Linked DNA regions of Gossypium arboreum: region 1 is linked to region 2. The links are chromatin contacts, called in public Hi-C maps. All regions are on one chromosome and are shown on one strand. Each heading gives the region's core, a stretch centred on a gene start, on an enhancer-like site or on the middle of the called end of the contact. The rest is flanking DNA. Distances are from core to core; before and after follow the strand shown. Region 1 overlaps LOC108460703 (leucine-rich repeat extensin-like protein 5). Region 2 holds the start of LOC108460862 (callose synthase 12-like).

Region 1 (2,700 bases), core at 169-2,668, 35 kb before region 2:
TGACCATATTGCGAGTGTGATTCAGAGGATGGAGGAGAGTGGGCAGGCGGTGGATTTTAATGCCGTGCTGGATAGGCTGAATGTGCAATCCTCTGGTGGTACTCAGAGAGGGGGATGGTAAATGCCACTGCTTGGTTGAATCGACCTTGAATGGTACTTGAATAAAAAAGGTGGGTTTTTCTAATGTATATGTTGGGAGGGATATGAGTATTTGTATGTTACCTCCTGCTAGAAATTGTATGTGACCCTGTTGTATCCTAGTACTCGTGGTGATGCTCTTGGATTTCACACTCGAATTCTAGTAACCCTTTCACCGCAAACTTTGTCTTAAAGCCGGCTGTCAGTTTGATAGATCAACTGCTATATTTGTCAGTCCAAGCTTTATTTCCCTTGAAACAATCTGTTGTGTGGATAAAAAATGGAATTTACCAGAGATGCCAGGTGGAAGTTGAGATTCACTCTTTTAAGTTAATTATTAAATAGTGAGTTCTTTAAAAATTATTTAAAATTTTACAAAATAATAAAAAGTTCAAACAATTTTAAAAACAAATTTAACAAAAACTAAACATATATATATAATTAAAAAAAAAATATAGACTGTGACTAGCATTAATGATCGTGGATCAATGTTGCCTTACAGGCGAAATTTGTCGAGGTTGATAGTCTGTAACTTTTGATTTTATTTATTTATTTATAAATTTACATTTTCAATATACTTATTAATTTTTAAATAAATTTTTATTTTATTTAATTTTCTAGAATTTAGCTAAAATTTTAATTTTTATATTATTGAATTTTGTATAATTTTGTGAAATTTTAAATAATTGGTATATATACTTGAAATCTACATGGATAGCTTCAATTAATGACACGTATAACGTCTCTAGAAATAATCAAGGCAAACCCGACAGCCTATACAGCTATCATGCATTGGGAAGCAAATAAATAAAGGAGCATATACAAGAAAAGGACATCACCCTTCTTCCACTCCCTTCTCTCTTCTTTACCTAAGGACAACATGCTATGGAATGTCGATTTTTCGTCAACTTTCATCACAAAGCATCAACCAACCAAATCTAGACCACAAGATCAACAGAAAGAATAAAGGCAGGATCACCTTCAATGGCGGCCCAAACACTGAAAGGTACTTCTTCAACCCAAAATTGAGTGCCTTTACTGTTCAACCAAACACTTGTCAATTGGTGAGCCACCTCGTTTGCCACGTAGAACTTATAGTTGATCGTTCTTCCTTTGTTGATATGAGGCTTTACATTAGTTGTTGCATCGCCTTCCAACATAATCCTCTAAAAACCCGTCACCAAAGCGAAACCGAGAGCTTGAACACTAGCTAGATGTTTTCGTTCTTCCTAGCACACGAACCCATCACCATACCATCATTATCCCTAATAACCACTCCCGTACTTGAGATTATCTAGAAGCAAAATTGAATCCGGGTGCCTTCCATTGTTCATAGATTTCACCTGGACTAGCATTAGAAGGGAGATGGAGCGTTTCCAGTTCTTGTAAATGCCTCCGTAAAAACGTAATAATGTCATGTTCCTTTTGCTTTATACCCTCATGATCTAATATATTCCTGGCATACCAAATTCCCAAAATCGCTACAATAATCGTATTGCATTCAGGGGCGAAACCAGGGGGGGGGGGGGCAGGCATGGCCCCGGCCCCCCCTAAAATGGGAAATTTTCATTTAGGCCCTTTAAATTTTTTTAAAATTTTAAATTAGTAAAAATAAAATTGCACTTTGGCCCCTTAAAATTATAAAAATTCAATTTAATCCTTTAAAAATTATAAATATATAGACTATAAAAAATTAAAATTTCCTTCGGCCCTCAAATTTTTTTCTGGCTTCGCCCCTGATTGCATTTCAGTTCAGCATATCGTTCAAAGAGTAATTCTATCCACTCCATCATACTCTAATTTGCATGAGCTGCTGGCCAAGTAATCCCAAGCGAACCACGAACGTTTCTGGCAAAAACAGTCTCGCACAACATGTTGGACTGAACGTTTCTGGCAAAAACAGTCTCGCACAACATGTTGGACTGTCTCAACATTAACATCTTGGACATATATTCGAGGCAACAACTCTCATAGCACGTAGGTTGGATAGTATAGGAGTGAAATTCAAGAAAAATTTCCTACTTGTAATTTTAATCTTATCTAGGACCGTAAGTTTCCAAAGCTTTTTGTAAAAATTGATAGTACTAGGGAGCAAGTTGTGGAATTTGGAGCTTGTTTCCCTGATTGTAACATCTGATATCCATTGTGTACTGTATAGTCCCCTATTTTGTCTCGGCCACAAAAAGTCATGTCCTTCTGGTCAGAGTGCAGCAGTAGAGTGCACTTGATCCAGTCACAGTCAACAGCATCAAACAAGGTAACCGATATATCTTGTTTCCATTCCTTAGTATTGCTGTCAATTAAATGTGCAACCTAGTAAACTTCATTGCTGATTCGTGGTGATTGAATTTTTCCAGTTCCTTCACCCGGTAGTCAAGCATCGTCCCAAATTAAAATACCTTGTTCGAAACCAATCCTTCTCTGCGTGCACACCATATTCCCCTCCAATTGAGGGAAGGGCAAGCCTAGATTGCAAAAAGTTCCCAGTGGGAAAATACTTTGCTTTAAGCAATCTCGCAACCAAAGAAGTAGGATTAGTAATGATGCGCCACCCTTGCTTAA
Region 2 (2,700 bases), core at 169-2,668:
TAGAGGAGCTCACAGGACTCGCCCCTTAAAATGAAAAATTGTTCATCTAAACTTTTAGAAATTTTAAAATTTTAAAATATTAAAGATAAAATTACACTTTAATTTTTAAAAATAATAAAATTTTAATTTAATTATTTAACCAATAAAAATTAAAATTTAATTTCGACACCTTTAAAAATATTTGCTGATTTTGATTAGCTTCCTTTCATTTATGAATAAACACAATCTGTGTTGTTATATAGATTCAAAATATTAGGATTAAATAAATAAATAAATATAAATAAGAATAAAAGATGAAGGTAGGACCATTGTGAAATAATTTGTAGTTTGCTTGACGTCTTCTTCACCTTCAAAATTGGAATTTTTATATATTTTGGTTTAAGGCAATTGAAAAAGGGGTGTCCCTTTCAATTTCCCCTTTTAGGAAAGTGTGTTTGCAGCTCAATATCTGAAAATACACCCATAACCGAAAGGACCTTTATTTTTATTATCATGAAAGAGTCAAATTTTCCAAAAAGAGTTTAAAAATAGAAATGTTATCTCATATTAATTTTTGTGAATTTTTATCTTGAATATTTTTATATGACATGTAAAATAAATAGTGTCATATTAATATGAAGCACATGGGGATTATTATATAGATTGTCATGCCAACCAAATTAAAAACTTAATGTTTTAGTCAATATTTAAAAAAAAAAATTTAATTCTTTTAAAATATTAATAATTAAATTTAATTTAAAAATAAAAAAAAGTGTTAAATTGATAAAAGATATAAACGATGAAATTCTACTTGTATTTTTTATGATTATAATGTATTTAATGTATTAAATATTAAATTTTTCGCTGTGAATTCAGATAGATTTGAGGCTTGACCACATTATATGTTTGTATTTTATGGATTAAGAGCAATTTAAGTATTATAATTTATATTCAAAATTTCGGTAAAAGTACTATAAAAGTTTTTGTACTAAGAGTTAGATTAAATAGTAAATTGATTATTTTGTTAAAAATTTTATCTATTTGTATTGTCAAAAAAAATGGTGTGGCTGATGAAATAACCGGATAGTGATATGATGCATGCAACGTGTACATCATACTAATATACATGAACTAGTTTTTAATTGTAGAAATAGATAAATTTACTCTTTGATCTAATATACAGGGACTAATTTACTTATTTTTGAATAAAATAAACAAAATACAATTTGACACTCAAATTTTGTTAGTTTAAAATTAAGTGCGTTTAAATTTAAAAAAGAAATATGTGCGTCTAAATTTATTCTTACAACATTAAACCAGCACTGGTCATTTCCATATAATCCAACTTCTCTAAACAAACAAAGAAACTATTAAATGATTTTTAAAACAATCAAATGAATTAAATGTAACTTATAATTTACTCAAATTATATTAAATGAATTTATTTAATGACAAAGCTTATTAAATGAGTTTTTAAAAAAAAAGCTTTAGAAAGCCGCTTAATACGCATATTTAAGATCTATTACTAGTAGTATCTTCCTTTTCAATAAAAGGAAAAGAAAAAACTGAAGTTGCCACCTTTTCTCCTGCAACTGAATCTCCAAACTCTAATTTCAAAATTTCCATTTTTTATTTGATAGAATGCCTCGCCGTTACCGCCCCGGGTCTAAGTCGGGTCGGACCCGGACCACTCCACCTAAAGATGAACCATACAACATAATACCTGTCCACAACCTCCTCGCCGACCATCCTTCTCTCCGTTTCCCCGAAGTACGAGCTGTTGCTTCTGCTCTACGCGTGGTTGGAGATCTACGACTACCACCTCATGGACAATGGCATCCTGCTATGGACCTCCTGGACTGGCTAGCTCTCTTCTTCTGTTTCCAGCACGACAACGTCAAGAACCAGAGGGAACACCTCGTCCTCCACTTGGCCAACTCTCAGATGCGGCTATCCCCTCCGCCAGAGAATATTGACACTCTCGATGCCGGTGTACTTCGTACGTTCCGCCGAAAACTCCTCAAGAACTACACTAACTGGTGCTCTTATTTAGGAAAGAAATCAAACGTATGGATCTCCAAAAGCTGCCACTCTAACTCTGATCACCGCCATGAATTACTGTACGTGGGGCTTTATTTGTTGATCTGGGGCGAATCTGCAAACCTCCGGTTCATGCCTGAATGTATCTGCTATATATTCCATCACATGGCCATGGAATTAAACAAGATTTTAGAAGATTACATTGACGAAAACACTGGCCAGCCTGTTATGCCGTCGTTATCGGGAGAAAATGCATTTTTGCACTGCGTGGTAAAGCCGATATACGAGACTGTAAAGGCGGAAGTTGACAATAGCAAGAATGGAACGGCGCCACATACTGCTTGGAGGAATTATGATGATTTGAATGAGTATTTTTGGAGTAAGAGATGTTTTAAGAAACTCAACTGGCCGCTTGACGTGGGCAGCAAATTTTTTGTTACTTCCAGTAGAAGTAAACATGTTAGGAAAACTGGTTTCGTTGAGCAAAGGTCATTTTGGAATCTTTACAGGAGTTTTGATAGGCTTTGGGTGATGCTGTTTTTGTTTCTTCAAGCTGCCATTATTGTAGCGTGGGAAGAGAAGGGGTATCCATGGCAAGCATTGACAAGTAACAATGTTAGAGTTAAGGTTTTGACAGTATTTATTACTTGGAGTGGGATGAGACTTTTACAGGCTATATTA

The links. A called contact is a pair of places that touch in the nucleus more often than the background predicts.
Region 1: a Hi-C map of leaf shows a contact between it and region 2, with 3 times the contacts expected there. The contact joins the enhancer-like site here to the promoter of LOC108460862 in region 2. A contact is called at or near these places in 3 of 5 Hi-C or Micro-C datasets (all in leaf).

What each region holds. Positions count from the first base shown.
Region 1 is chr4:114,936,834-114,939,533 of ASM2569848v2, reverse strand. LOC108460703 (leucine-rich repeat extensin-like protein 5) reads left to right here. Exons shown (of 4, transcript XM_053026522.1): 4 at 1-320. The coding sequence ends at 121. Among protein-coding and RNA genes, the nearest start is that of LOC108460703, 5.0 kb to the left of the region's middle. Within about 2 kb of position 1,418, at least 2 of the 2 cell types and tissues checked have an H3K27ac peak or open chromatin away from gene starts, as enhancers often do. A contact at or near this core is called in leaf, where this site is marked.
Region 2 is chr4:114,902,307-114,905,006 of ASM2569848v2, reverse strand. It overlaps LOC108460862 (callose synthase 12-like), which reads left to right and starts at 1,418. Exons shown (of 2, transcript XM_017760554.2): 1 at 1,418-2,700. The coding sequence starts at 1,621.